Regions from separate parts of the Mus musculus genome. Here all the other regions are linked to region 1. The links are chromatin contacts, called in public Micro-C and promoter capture Hi-C maps. All regions are on one chromosome and are shown on one strand. The core of a region is the stretch at or near the end of the contact, and the rest is flanking DNA. Distances in the headings are between cores, read along the strand shown.

Region 1 (2,839 bases), core at 181-2,680:
CATACTAAGTCTGAATTTACAGTCTCTCCACAGCTCTCCCTCCTACCTTAACTTTATAACTATAAATACTTTTTCAAGAAATACTAAGACTATACAGAAGTTTCGCCCCTAGGTGAGACTTTCACCCGAAGCCCACAAACTTTTTGTCTCAAATTTATCTTTTAAAGGGAGCTGAAGGGAAACACTGGGTGTTAAAAATACAACAAGAGAGAGGAGACAGGAAGCCAGCAAGTGAGATGAACACTGAGCCTGGGCCCAGCACAGGTCAGTCAGCCTGAGCCTCTGCCAGAAAAGGCCAGGTAACATTTTCTCTTGTGTAAGTTTCTTTGTCTCTCGGCCTACCAATGAAACCTCCAGCACATCTCCAAACTACTGTATTTCATTTCACCAGTACTTAGGATACTTCCCAAAGGAATCCCTTTCTCAGTCGTGAACTCGCTTTTAAAGATCTTTCTGACTATGTACGGTTCCATTCCAAGACTACAAACCTCCTTTTCAGAGGACAAACTTAAGACAAAACAAAAAAACAAAACAAAACAAACCAGGAATGGGTTCTCCGAAGGCTCTCAGACCTTCCTCGCATTCTCGGAACAGATATCTAAGTTCCCAATAAACAATGAACCACAAAAGTATTAGACTACACGGGGAAGAGGAAGTATTAGAATATCCAAACAGCACGAAAACCCCACAGTCGCCTCTATCGTCCCAGTTTACTACCACCCCCAACTTCCTACTTCCACCGAGGACTAATCGATTCCCGCTCGGGTGGAGATTCACGAAGGCAGCAGGCGCTGGCCAGTCGGGGACTGAGTGCTTTCACTGCGTGGTGGAAGGAGGCTAGCCAAGGGCTGGGCAGAGAATGGGAAGCTGGGTGTTATGGGGGAGGGGGGATTTAGGGCGCCAGGGCTAATCCCGGCCAGGGCCCGCGGGTGGAAGGGGCAGCAGGCGAACCTCCCGGAAGGCGAGGCAAGCCGGTGCGCGGGGCTTGCGGGTCGCAAGCAGGGGAGGACGCCGGCGGCCGCATCGGGGGCGGGTGGCGGGCCGCACAAGGGAGGAGGCTCCGGTCGAGCTACTGTTTGGGGTGCGAGAGCTGGCCTTCGCCGCCGCCCGAGACCCCTCCGAGCTCACACCTCAAACCTGCTCTTGGTCACTCCGTTCACGTCCCTCCTCATGGGGCCGGCGGGTGCGGCCCGGGCAGGGCGCTGCGGCGTGCGGAGTGCAAAGATAGGGGCCAGGGCAGGCCCCGGAGTTCCGGGAGCGGGAGGCGGCGGCGGCAGCAAGGCGAGGCTCGCCCGGCCGACGCGGAGGAGCGACCGCTCGAGTCCCGCGGGGGCCTCCACCACCGCCCGCGGCGTCCGCGGCCGCGACGACTGCCAGTCGCTAGCTCGGTCCTCTCCAAAGCCTCAACTTCAACCCAAAACAAAAACACTCCCCACCTGCCAGCAACGCCGCTCCTCATTGGGCAGAGCCGCCCGGGCCTCGGAACGTCGGGGGAGGGGAGGAGCGCTCGGCGGCGGCGGCGCGAGCCCACCCCTCCCCCACCCGGCGCAGCCCCGGACGGTGAGCCCGCGAGCGCCTGGAACGTGGGGTGACCGGGCGCCAGCCCACCAGGACAAGGAGAAGCAGGGAAGTGCCCAAGTGCGCGCCTGCTTCGGTGCGCGCGCGGGCGTGGGGGGGGGGGGCACGGTGTGTGTGCTGTGGGGCGGGTGCGAGTGCGCGCGTGCCCGCGGACCGGCGAGAAGAGCAGAACAGGGACAGGAACATCACCGGATCCCCTCCAGCACTGCGAGGGCTCACTGGCACGTAGCGACCCACGCGGAACCTGAGCTTTCAGCCTAGGGTCCCCAGCTCTGATCTGATCACTTCCCCGGCGGCCTGAGCTGGCACCCACGTCTTTCTGACCACCCAGCTCCCGTCCTCTATCACTCACTGTCGCCTTGAACCCAAAGTGCAGCAGGCGGTCCCTGCTCGGAGCCATTTTCCTCCTCTTTCTAGACGTCTCTAGGTTGGGGCAGTGCCGCCGCCGCTGCCGCCGTAGGTGCTGCCGCCGCCTCCCCCACCCCGGTGAATTGCATTACGGGGTGCTGCAGGGAGGCCTGGGGGGCCCCTGCGGGGCGGATGGCTCTCAGTGCCAGGCTCCAGAAGGCAGGAGCTGGTTGCGCTAAGAGGAGGACGTAGCGCCAGCTCTGCACAGGAGCTGGCAGCGAGGCTACACCTCGGGATCAGGGGGTGCAATGCCCCAGCCCAGTACCCATTCCTTGGGCCGGGGGAGGGGCTGGCGTCAATCGGGTGGGGGCGGGCAAGGCACAAGGGCCATTGGCGTCCCCGCCCCTCCGGCCGCTGGCGCCCAATGGGCTGCAGCGGCTGCTCACCCTCCAATCGGAGAGCTGGTTCGTGAGAGCCACGGCGTGACGCCATTTCGGCGGGAGAAACAAGCATGTAGGAGCGAGTAGGCGGGGGCGGTTGCCCATAGGAAACTCTTCCATTGGATTTCGCTCCTAGTATAAAAGGTAGTCTGTCATCTTTTTGTTAACTCCAGCCTTCAAGACTTCCAAAATCTATGACCTATTTTCCACGAATTATGAAACAACCGAGAGTGAAATTGCTCCGTCAGAGACATTACAAAATGTACCAAACCTGAAATATTAAAAACTACCATAAATCCCAGCCGTCCTAATTAGACCTTAATACTGCTTCCAATTTTATGCTCAAAGCAATTACGAGTTTGTCGTCAGACCTTTTCTACTTAGTTTTAGAACTTGAAAAAGATGAACTTTTAAGAGCAAAAGTGTTACAGTATACCCACATACATGAAATAAGCAAATGTGTACAAAAAGAG
Region 2 (2,839 bases), core at 123-2,622, 440 kb after region 1:
CTCCATTACACAGCCCTACAGTGGCACAGCTATAGACACAACTCCCTCACACTGCGGTTCAGTAGTGCCAAACCTCTGGCTGGATCCCAGGACTGCAAGACCCTCCACTCCTTTCTGGCTCTAACAGGGCATCTAAGAGAGCCTAGGTGACCCCACGGGAACTGTCTTCCTAAAGCCTAAGTGCTAGTTGTCTTTTAAAGCAGGTTAGGAACTTCAGGAGACTGCTGCACCCTCTTTCACCATCCTCCCAAAAGTACTCCTGAGACTTTCCTGTGGCTTTGTGTATTTCCATTAGGACACAACTGACCTTTCTCCCAGAAGTGAAGAAATAGGAGACTGGCAGGGGCAGAAAGGTCTGGGGTGACCAGACTGAAAACTGCTACCACAACTGGCAGGTAGCTGGTGTGATTTCATAATCTGCCTCAAATCAGAGCCTGAAGCAACTCCGTCCTGTTAACCACTTTTTTTTTTTTTAAACTTTTGGCTATGGTATAGCTCTTTGCCTCTTTTCCATGCAGGCCCAAGCCAGTCTGTCAGACACTCATGCCAAGACCAGATTACCACCCCCATCTCCTCCCTCCCGCCTTCCCCCCCTCCCCGCGGCGTTAACCATCCGGTAAGCACTTCCCAAATCCCTCCCCAGTTTAAGACTTGCCCTTTATACAGCAAACCTGTTCCCAAGGGATCCCAAGAGGGAGTTCATGCAACACACAATGTCGCTTCCACTCGGCCCACCCTCAATCTGCAGAACCACGGTTGTCCTCGCCAGCCCGACTCCTGGACTCAGGAAAGTGGGTGTGGAAAAAAAAGCAAGCCTCCACGAGTCAGGAGCGAGGGAACGGTGTCCTCGATATCTTGGGAGTATGTGTATGAGAACTCCTTCCACGGGGCCTCCCGCTTCTGCTCTGCAGCCTGGTACCTCGCACTAGCAGTCTGGCCGGGTTCGGGGCCCAACCCCCATCTCCACGCATTCACTCAACCCTGGAGGCAGCCAAACCTTTATCCCTTAAGTCCAGCCGTTCCCCGCCTCCCACCCCCAGCTGCAGCGCTCCTCCCGGATTATCACCCCCGGCCCCCTGCTCCCACTTTCCTCTTTTGGCACTCCTTCGCCTGATGCACGCACTCTCCACCCCCAGCCACCCAGCTCAGGTCTCCTCCTGCGCGGACGCCTCCCCAGCAGCAGCCTTCTCTCCCGGCTCTCCAACCCGTGGAGCCTTCGGGCTTCACCACTCCGATGCCACCCGTCTGGACTCACCGCGCGGGGTTGGAGGTCGAGGGCCCGGGAGAGAGCCCGAGAACCCGGGCCGCGGCCGCTCCAGCAGCTGTAACAAACCAGCGGCGGTGGCTACCCCGCTGGCAGCTCTGGCCGAATCAGCTCCCCGAGCCGGGGCGGTGACGTCACTACCACGCGCCTATCACGTTGTGCCTCTTGGGAAGTGTAGTTTCTAGGCTGCCTCCTCACCGGCCCGCCCGGCGCCTCCTGGGAGTTGTAGGCTTTTCCCTGGTCTAGCTTTTGATCCCACCGCGAGCTTTGGCACCCCGCAGAACGTCCCACCCTGACGCAATAGTGAGATCAGATGCTGTCTCTTTGGTGCGTTAACAATTGTAGCTTTTGCATCTGCGCCCTTCACGTGTTGCACAAGCGGTTTGTCCATGTCCCATCTTGTAGTCGAAGACTTAAGAGTTTTAAGTAACCTGCATTAAGGCCCTGCTAAGATAGCCTGACCCTAAATGCAGAGGTTGTTTTGGTTTGGTTTTTTCCTAACCGTCGCTGCCTGGGCCCCGGATTATCTCCAGAAGCCGAGAAACACTACCCTTTGCCCCGAAGGAGCCCCATTCACTCCCGGGATTACATTTTTCAGGACTTTAGTTGGGTACATGTGTTCAGGGTAGAGACAGGAGCCTGTGGGCATCTTTGGCCCACCTAGTCTTTATGCTTAATCCTTGCTGGTGTAGGTCTGGCCACTCCTGGATCTCCTCCCTACATCAGGTATAAAATAGGATTTATGTCATAGGACGAGACCTTACTAACGTGAGGAGCTTTGAGCTTCTGTCTGAGGTTAATACGTGTAGCTTTAGGTAGGGAGCCTCATTTCTGCAACTTTCATGTCTGGAAGCTCTGAAAAGAAGGGCACAGACTTTATTGCTAGGTACATATAGTGTATGTACATCTTTATTGGCAGAGTAAGCCTGGACAAATGACTTGTCTTAATCTCAGTTTTACAGCTGTCAAAACTTACTCCCAAGGTTGCTTTGATATTTCAAAAGAATGTCATACAAAGCACTTCTTATCTTGTAGGAACGCAACTAGAGTGTTCTTTGGCTCTCCTAGGTCACTCCCACTTTCCACGTCAACAATAGAGGGCCTCCTTTTAGTTGTTTCTACTTCCCCCGCCCACCTTCTCAGTCTCGTGCCCATAAACCCTGGCAAGGCTGGAATGACAGGAATAGATGACGTAACAGATGCCAGCCTGGCTGGCTGTATATGCGCGACGGACTGAACATGCGAGGACTGGAAGGAGAAGGCCTGCCCGGACAACCTGGGGAGCTTTTTCCTTAGACCCGCCCATCATCAGGGAGCTGCCAGAGGGGGTGGGGGCGGGGAGGAATAGCTGTCTCCGGCCGGAGGCGGAGCCCTGGAAGCCAGGAGTGAGTGTATATCTATCTGACTTACCCTGAGAAGTAAAAATGGGCAGCTTCTCAAGTATTCCAGAGGCAGGGGCCCTTCAGATCCGAACATCTAACTAACCGTCCTTCAGCCTCTGTGAGACTGAAGAAGCCTCACAGAGACACCCCCACACTTCCACACTCCCACACCGCACCTCCACCCCCTATTCCC
Region 3 (2,839 bases), core at 187-2,686, 380 kb before region 1:
CTCCACCACACAGGCAACAGAATCACCCAGATTACAGGTCTCCTGGCAAGGATGGCAAGTCTGGGTTGTCAGCTTCAGTTGAGGCACTGCCTCCATCAGATTGTGGGAATGTCTGTGAGTGTGTGTTCTTGAGTATGACCTGAGAGAGGAAGGCCCAGCCCACTGTGGGTGGAGCCATCCCTAGGTAGGTGGTCTACCTGTGTAAACAAGGGAAGCTGAGTAAGGCAAGAGAAGCAAGCCAGTAAGCAGCATCCCTCCATGGTTTCTACTTCAGTTCCTGCCTCTGGGTTACAACTTGAGCTGCCTTAATGATGGGCTATAACCTGTAAGATGCAAGAAGCCTTCTCCTCCGACAGTTGCTTTTGATCTTGGTTTTATTACAGAAGTAAACTAATGCACTGTCCATAATAGACAGTTACATGAAGCACATACTAAACTAGACTAACTTTGATGGAGCCCTGCAACTTGATCCAATTAAGGACACCCGGCAAATTCAGCTTAGTGGACAGATACCCAAACTGATGTACTTATTGATTCAATTACCTTCACTTTGAGAAGATCAATAGTGTCCTAATCTAGCTCTCTGCTTCTTGGATATTTCTGCCTTATTTAAGGCATTCCTTCCCCACAAACGAACTACAGGACTTAAGAGCAATTGCCACTTAACATAAAAAAAAAAAAAGTGTTACCGATACCGAAGAAAGCTGCCTCCTCACTACACATCAAAGCAAAACACTGATGTAAGGAAGGAAACAAAGATGGAAAAGATTTGAAATGGACGCCTCTAAACGGCACAGCTCAGGATGGGAAATGACTGAAGCCCACCCTTTCAACAGTCCAGGTCCAGGATACAACTGTGAACTCCTAGCTAAAAAAGGGGGAGCAGGGGAGGCTATGTCCGAAGATAACATACACAAAATAAAGTCTACGTGCCCAAGATCTACCTCCTTCCATACCATGAGTTCAACTGTCCCTTCCCTAACCTTAGACTTCCTGGGAGCCCCCGGGAAGCCCCCGAATCAGCAAATCCTGACAACAGCAAACATTCCTCGCCGCACATCTTCCCGAGGCTCATCTCAGTCCCTCTGTGGGCTTCACCATCCGCTCCCTCTCCATGTTTATCACCCCCTTGTGCTGAAATCAAGACTTCATTACCAGGGTTACCGACTGCTACCCCCGACTTTCACCCCACCCCGGCGCCTGTGGGTCTCGGGCTCAGTCGTCGCTGCCCAGGCCTCTAGCACTTACCAGGTCTCCGCCTCCCATGATGGTGGAGACGGTTCTTCAGTCTGTGGACCTGAAAGATTCAGCGAAGGCAGAGAGGAAACCTAGGGAAACAGTTCAGAGACGGCCTCTCGGGACCTAATCCCTACAGGAACCAGCTGCCCTTTTCCCCGCCCGCTCTAGCTCGCACTTCCGGGGTGGTGTCATATGACTGCGTCAGCGTCTCGGCTCGATGACGTTTGGTATGAGCGCTAAGTCTACGTGAACCTAGAGTCGCAAGTACTTTCTACCCTCCGTCAGTTTTGGTGGCCTCTTTTTGGTTGCCTCACGTAAGCCCCTGGCCCCAACTGTTGAAAAGCCATAGGCGGGTTCTGTTGCCTTGGCAACGCATCAGGGCTCTGCCGTAGAAGCGAGACAGTGTAAGACCTCAGTATCTGCCAACTTAGGCCGCCTCCCCATCTCACCGCTACACCAGGGTTTCCAAACCAGCTTTTCGGCCAGCTCCCTCATTCCCGGCATGTTTTATAGAAATAGATGCTATCAAACAAAATCCCAAAAGCCAGATGTCATGGCACACCCCCAGTCATCTCCCACGCTTGGTAGATGGAAACTGGCCAGCTCTGGCACAAAGTTTGAGATCATTCTGGTCTGGAAATACCTATTTTTATTATTTTATTTATTTTTGTTTCCTAGACAGTGTCTTTCTATGTAAAACCCTGGCTATCTGGGGACAGTGTAGATCAGGCTGGCCTTGAACTCAGATCTATACCACTTGCTTCTGTCACCAGAATGCTGGAATTACAGACTTGCTAAACTATAGCCAGCTTGTGTCTTTATTTTTATTTTTTAAGATTTATTTATGGGCCTGTCAGTAGTGGCACACGCCTTTGGTCCCAGCACTTGGGAGGCAGAGGCAGGCAGATTTCTGAGTTCAAGGCCAGCCTGGTCTACAGAGTGAGTTCCAAGGACAGTCAGAGCTACACAGAGAAACCTTGTCTCAAAAAAAAAAAAAAAAAAAAGAAAGAAAGAAAGAAAGAAAGAAAAGAAAAGAAGAAGAAGAAGAAAAGATTTATATATAAATAAGTACATTGTTGCTGTCTTTAGACACAACAGAAGAGGGTATCAGTTCTCATTATGGATGAGTTTGTGAGTCACCAGGACCTTTTTTATTTTGGTTTTTCAGAGACAGGGTTTCTCTGTGTAGCCCTGGCTGTCCTGGAACTCACTCTGTAGACCAGGCTGGCCTCGAACTCAGAAATCTGCCTGCCTCTGCCTCCTGAGTGCTGGGATTAAAGGCGTGTGCCACCACCCACCCCCCCACACCCACCCCCGGCCACCAGGACCTTTTGAAGAGCAGTCAGTTGTCTTACCCACCAAGCCATCTCGCCAGCCCTTGTGTTTTTATTTTTGAGTTGTTAGAATTAAAGAACTGGAGTGATGGCTCAGCCATTAAGAACACTGGCTCCGAGCTGGTCGTGGTGGCACATGCCTTTAATTCCAGCACTCGGGAGGCAGAGGCAGGTGGATTTCTGAGTTTGAGGCCAGCTTGGTCTACAAAGTAAGTTCCAGGACACCCAGGGCTACACAGAGAAACCCTGTCTTGAAAAACAAAACA
Region 4 (2,839 bases), core at 129-2,628, 350 kb before region 1:
TCTGGTGATCCTCAAAGAGCGGTCCTTGCGTCCTTGAATGATTTACCTGACAAATCCGCCAAAGAGCTAACTGCCAAGGCCTTCCTCAGCATCTACACAATCGGAAACTGGGGACGTTTTAATGAGCCCCCCCCTCCCCCAGGTCACTCTAGAGCACGCACAAGTTGTGAAAACCACTGCATTCATTTATATTACTTGGCTTTGGGGTCTTGTTCTTTTGCAGTGAAGGGAGCTGACGAGTGCTCCTCCCGGTTTCACGGTCTCGGAGCGCTTTTACTCGGTCCACGTCACCAAGTCACAATGAAACGTGAGGATATAGAATAATAAGGATCATAGAATGAAACGAAAAAGGGAAAGGAAAGCTTAGGTTGGAGAAGGGCTATGTCCGCAAGTTTCCCTTTTTTGATTGACCCTTGACCCTCAACGGACACACACCGTCAACCTGGGGAGTGACCTTGGCTTCCGAACCCAAAGTGTGGAACAATCCAATTCAAATTCACAAGCATACCATGGGCAGAAATCTCCAGGACTCTGGCGCCAATCAAATAAAGTCGTGCAACTTCTGCTTGGTACGAGGCAAAACGAAGGCTTTTCTGCTCAGATTTAAAAGGAGGAGTGGCCTTTATCTTTTTACCTGTTTTAATGACCCAGGGTCGAATCAAGATCATACTTGTATTGAAACGTATTTTTATTGTCATTGAAGAGAGGAAAAGACTCTGAGGGGGCACCCGGATTTGAACCAGGGACCTCTTGATCTGCAGTCAAATGCTCTACCACTGAGCTATACCCCCGCACCGACGCGCAGCTTGAAGCAATCTCTTTTCAGTCTTAAGATGCTGTCGCAGCTGCTACACAGGTAGAATAGGGGCAAGAGAAAAGAATGGAAGAGCAAAGGCGGCCAAGCTGAAAGCAGAGGATGCCTGAATCCGAAGAATCCATGGGAAAGCTGCAGCGCAGAGGGGCGGGGAGGGTGAACGTACGGAGGTGCTGAGTCCAAAGGGAAAGGGACAGGTACCTATGTGGGAGAGGATGTGGGCGGGAAGGGAACTAGCTGGGGGGCGGGGCGGGGCAAGGGGTGGTTTCCCCGCAGGTTGATGCTGGGGACCCACGGGTTTAAGGAAAGTCCCCCAGTCTAGAGAATCTGTACTATCCCCACCATCGTCGGGTGCGTGGGGTTGCCCCCTCTCATGGGAAATCGGGCTCTGCCACACTCGCGTCTGTTTCTCCAGCGCGGGAAGGGCCATGGCCCGGGCCCGTCCTCGGTCGCGGAGCCCAGGGGCACGTGCACCCCGAGAGCTCAGGGGCTCCTGCACTCCCGTCCCGCAGTCCTCCCTGGAACCCGCCCCCACGCAGCCCCACGTCGCCCGGGGAGCGCGCCTGGTCGCGCGCGCCTCTTTCCGCGCCCGAGGCGCGTCCCCGCCCTAGCCAGTGCAGCCCCTCCTCCCCACTGTGTTTATTAGGGGAAGGAGGGCGGAGGCGGAGGCCAGTTCCCCAGTTCCAGTCGCCGTCGCCTGCACAGTTGCAGCCGCCGCCTCCCACCAGCTCGCCCAAGGAAAAGGGAACGCGCGCGAATACGGGCGTCCCCGCCCCAGTCTTTCCCCGGAACCATGAACCCTAACTGTGCCCGGTGCGGCAAGATCGTGTACCCCACGGAGAAGGTGAACTGTCTGGATAAGGTGAGCTCGGGTACCGGGCGCTGCGAGCTAGCCAGTGCTAGTGCAGCTCTCCATCAGGGGAGGAAAGAGGGGCCGGGTCTTTGCGGGCTCTTCCCTGCGCTCCCCAGAGCAGGTAAGGAAGGCGGGAGGCGACTTGGGGTGTGGGGACAGACCCCAGTCTGGAACCTGGGAGGTCCAAGGCGAGGTGGTGAGCAGCCACCGCTGGAGATGGGTGGCCTCTGTGCATCGAGGTTAGGAGGGCTGGAAGGAAGGGCGGAAGAGCACCAGGGAACCGGGTTCCCCGGGTGTGTGCAGGAGGTTAGAGGTGCAGTCCCGCCCCCCGGGCCGGGAGTGAGAGGGGAGACGGCCGCTCCCTTTCCCCGCGGCGGCCAGCGCCAAGTAGGCGGAAGCGCGGGGCGCTGGGGGGAGGGGGCGGCGGGGGCGGGGCGGAGGCTGGGGCCGGCGCTACCCGCCCGGCTTGGGCTGCCGGTAGCCTGGCTTCCTGGCTTGGAAGCTGCGTCGGGTCCTTCGTCCAGCGAGTGTCAATTGTGGTGAAAGGGATTTAGGGGCAGCGCCGGAATCTCACTGCGAGACCCCCTCTTTTTGAACGACCTGCTGGTCCCCTCCTTGCTTTTTTTGTGGTTGGGGAACCCGCAGACCTCCTTCATAGCTTCCCCAACCCCCAATTCAAATTGCAAGCCACTCCGGGTGATCGGCTGCCCAGTCGGAGCTGGGCGGGGTAGGGAGTGGGGAGGACGCTTCTTGGAGATCTGAAATTGTGCTCAGCCTGGAGACCAGCTTAGAGAACAAAGAGCTAACTTTTCAGAGCTGTTTTCTCCGATGGAGGGTGGGATTGGCCGAGTTCTGAGGAAGCAGACGAAAAGGAGTTTTTTAAGAGGAGGGGGGTAGCCTTCTGGAAATCAGCTGGCCCCTAGGGGCTCTTACGCATCCCCCGGCCCAGGCTGGACCCGATCATCTGTTTGCCATTACACTTTTGCAAGGGGGACTGAAGGGTAGATCTGGGTGTTTCCGGTACAGTTTGAGATGGGACCCTTCTGCCTTGTTCTGAACCCCATAAAGTCTAAGACAACCCGTTTCTTCTCTTGTGACCCCCTCTGCAGGGAAGCCTTTTGGCTCCTCATAGATACGTTGTACCTGGCTCTCCAAGCTGGATCTCATTCTCC
Region 5 (2,839 bases), core at 134-2,633, 310 kb before region 1:
GTGGTGCACGACTTTAATCCCAGCACTCGGGAGGCAGAGGCAGGTGGATTTCTGAGTTTGAGGCCAGCCTGGTCTACAAAGTGAGTTCCAGGGCTGCAGGGAAACCCTGTCTCAAAAAACCAAAAAAAAAAAAAAAAAAAAAAAAAAAAAAAAAGAAAAGAAAAAAGAAAGGGGGTTATTAAGATCTCAAGGTCTAGACCCTTCAAAGAAAATATTTGGGGAGAGTCTAAGAATGCCAGACCTTAGAAACTGACCTATAGAAATCCTTTCCTTTTTAATAAACAGTTGGTACACAACACAAAGCAGAAAGAATCAAAATACATCGCAGTGGGTGTGGGTTTTTTTTTTTTAATGTGATTGTTTATGTATGTGTGTGTACACCAAAGGGCATGTGTGGACATCACAGGACAACTAACAGAAAGGAGTCCTTGTCTTTCCACTGTGGGCCCCAGGGATTGAACTCAGGTCCTCAGGTTTGGTGTACAACACCATTACCCCTTGAGCCCTATCATTGAGTTTTTGTAAGATTCGGTCCCTCAGAAGAAACCACATGAAAGCCAGCTGTAATGGCAGTGCTCAGAGGCTGAGAGGTAGAGTCAGGAGAATCCAGTCAAGGGCCAGCCTGGGCTAACTGAGACTCCCTCAAGACAAAATAAAACAACAACAATAATTAATAATAATACAAAAAGAAACAACAAAACCATGCTTGGATTTGCATCTCTAGACACTAGGAGCGGGTGTGAGTGGGTTTTTTGCTGTTTTCTCTGATGACGACACGAGGTAAATTCAGAAGATCCAGAGAAAACAAACGGGGGAAACTGGCACCACAGAAGGGAAGGAGAGACCTCATGTGACACAAATGAGCTTGGGCTCTGAGGATCTCCCAGACCAACAAGGCAAGCCAGCGTCTGGTGGAATGTGAGAGGCTCGCTTTGACTCCTGCCCCCTATTGACAAGTTGTTAAATTTATCACGCAAGCTCCTGACCACCCTTGAGCTCAGGCTTTAAAAGACTTCAGACTGGTTGAAATGACCCCCAGCACAGTGAGAAAACTCAGATCCATGCCCAGGGTCGCCCTACCCCCACCCCTCGCCTCCTGAGACTCACATGAGACCTTCCTCTATGTTCTCTGAACTAGGTAATGGCCCACAAAACTGGCAACAATTTGTCTTCTGAGATAGATTACCAGAGATGTGTGAGAGGGAGAAGGAAAAAGGAAGGCAGAAAAATCCATTCCTAAGGAGTCTGTAGAGATCCTCCGCTCACACCTTCCGGAGCAGCCCACTCAGTGCAGAAACTGTATCTAAATAGAGATAGCGGTTTTTTTGTTTTGTTTTTTTTTTTCCACACAAAGGGGCGGGGCTGGCTTCCTGGGAAGAAATTAAACCTCTCCGGTTTTGCCTGGTCTAAAAGTAGCTGTTCCCTGGTTACCCACCGTGGACTTTGTGATTGGCTGGCCGTGATGGTGGAGGTGGAGAGTAAGTTGCTGATGGGGTTGCAGCATCCCTTAGCTTCAGGTCCCCGGGAGGGGGAGGGAACAGGAAGCGGGAGGGAAGAGGAGCCATTTCTCCGCGCTGACCGACCTCCACGCTTGCAGCTCCCACTTCCCCGGAATCGAGGGGACTCCTCTGCTTGTACTGAGCCATGCTGGATATTTTCATCCTCATGTTCTTTGCCATCATAGGCCTGGTGGTTCTGTCCTACATAATTTACCTTCTCTAGTGGCCTGGCGCTGCAGGGGCTGCGAGGGGAAGGATGGAGCTGAAGGGCCGAGCATCCTGCTTGCTGACGCACCGGTGGAGTTTTGCTTCTGGTCATTATTCGGGTATTGATTAAAAAAAAAAAATGAAAAGAAAGCTTGTTTTTGTATCTATTTGTCATACACATTGACGTAGCATTTCTTGGATCAATGTGAAAAGAATAAGAAAGGCCAGCTTTCTTTGGGAATTGATTTAAAATGTTATTTCTTAAAAATAAACATCACTACAAATAAGTAAATAAATAAATATAAATAAAATGCACTAGGTTTTAGGTAGGATGGGAGGGAGTGTGCTGGGGGGTGGAGGGGGACAGACTATTATTTCCTAATTTCCTTCCAGGTAGATGCAAAACCAAGTTGTCCATTCTCTCCTGACAATGACTACAGTACATCCTTATGTGTGGACAAGGCAGTTTTCAAATCTGCTGGCATAATTGTATTCATTAATTCACTGCTGCGCCATAACTGCATTCATTAGTTCACTAGTGATTAACTCCCACTTGAGAAAAAATAGCAAATGAAACCTACTTGGGGTAAGGGGTGAGGGAGATGCCCACTTTCCCCAGTTGTGTAGAGGAATGGGGAGGATTCTCAGAACTCCTGCTAGTTCCTGACCAGTAGGGGTACCCCTGCTGCAGTTTGCAGCTGACCATTGTTTTTGGGTTTCCCACAGCTCCTGTGTCGGGTCCAGCAAGAGGCCTCTCACCACCAGCAGCAATCCTGAGGCCCAACTGATCTCTTCCAGTGTATCCGGATGTGGCTGACCCTTGGCACGAAGGCATTCTGTGAGGCAGGGGCACTCCTGGGGACATCAGGAGTTAGTCCAAGAATGCCAGCCACTGGCAGCTGCTGCATGCGATTGAGCTGTAGACAGGGACTATTCAGAATATGGAAGATTGGAACAGTGAAGTCAGAGTGGAGACTGCCCAAACATTCATATGGACAGCCTTTCCTTAGGTCTAAATGCAACTGCACACGATGCTAAAATATTCTTTGCTTTCTGCTTCACAAGCAGGCGTTCCCTTGTAACCTCAAGGGCAAACACTGATCAGTAATTTACAGTTTGTACAGCCTGAGGTT

What was found. Promoter capture Hi-C pulls out the DNA fragments that hold promoters and counts their contacts. A called contact is a pair of places that touch in the nucleus more often than the background predicts. Capture Hi-C pulls out chosen DNA fragments and counts their contacts.
Region 2: a Micro-C map of embryonic stem cells shows a contact between it and region 1, with 2.1 times the contacts expected there. The contact joins the promoter of Ormdl3 here to the promoter of Fbxl20 in region 1. A contact is called at or near these places in 1 of 39 promoter capture datasets (erythroid cells), 1 of 484 Hi-C or Micro-C datasets (embryonic stem cells) and 2 of 115 datasets of contacts at active chromatin or transcription factors (large pre-B cells and memory CD8 T cells).
Region 3: a promoter capture Hi-C map of pancreatic islet shows a contact between it and region 1. The contact joins the promoter of Cwc25 here to the promoter of Fbxl20 in region 1. A contact is called at or near these places in 11 of 39 promoter capture datasets (the C10 cell line, cranial neural crest, embryonic stem cells and 6 more) and 3 of 9 other capture datasets (adipose tissue, liver and pancreatic islet).
Region 4: a contact with region 1 is called in a promoter capture Hi-C map of embryonic stem cells. The contact joins the promoter of Lasp1 here to the promoter of Fbxl20 in region 1. A contact is called at or near these places in 11 of 39 promoter capture datasets (3T3-L1-derived adipocytes, the C10 cell line, cranial neural crest and 6 more), 1 of 484 Hi-C or Micro-C datasets (embryonic stem cells) and 5 of 115 datasets of contacts at active chromatin or transcription factors (the SCID.adh cell line, embryonic stem cells, large pre-B cells and 1 more).
Region 5: a promoter capture Hi-C map of adipose tissue shows a contact between it and region 1. The contact joins the promoter of B230217C12Rik here to the promoter of Fbxl20 in region 1. A contact is called at or near these places in 1 of 39 promoter capture datasets (hippocampal neurons), 2 of 115 datasets of contacts at active chromatin or transcription factors (microglia and pancreatic cancer cells) and 1 of 9 other capture datasets (adipose tissue).

What each region holds. Positions count from the first base shown.
Region 1 is chr11:98,148,186-98,151,024 of GRCm38.p6, forward strand. Fbxl20 (F-box and leucine-rich repeat protein 20) reads right to left here and starts at 1,431. Exons shown (of 15, transcript NM_028149.1): 1 at 1,131-1,431. The coding sequence starts at 1,172.
Region 2 is chr11:98,585,873-98,588,711 of GRCm38.p6, forward strand. It overlaps Ormdl3 (ORM1-like 3 (S. cerevisiae)), which reads right to left and starts at 1,373. Exons shown (of 4, transcript NM_025661.4): 1 at 1,256-1,373.
Region 3 is chr11:97,765,177-97,768,015 of GRCm38.p6, forward strand. It overlaps Cwc25 (CWC25 spliceosome-associated protein), which reads right to left and starts at 1,437. Exons shown (of 10, transcript NM_026186.4): 1 at 1,249-1,437. The coding sequence starts at 1,266.
Region 4 is chr11:97,798,187-97,801,025 of GRCm38.p6, forward strand. It overlaps Lasp1 (LIM and SH3 protein 1), which reads left to right and starts at 1,379. Exons shown (of 7, transcript NM_010688.5): 1 at 1,379-1,676. The coding sequence starts at 1,608. n-TCgca51 (a tRNA gene) reads right to left here and starts at 791; the gene lies at 720-791.
Region 5 is chr11:97,839,752-97,842,590 of GRCm38.p6, forward strand. B230217C12Rik (RIKEN cDNA B230217C12 gene) reads left to right here and starts at 1,384. Exons shown (of 3, transcript NR_169086.1): 1 at 1,384-1,478; 2 at 1,723-1,825; 3 at 2,433-2,839.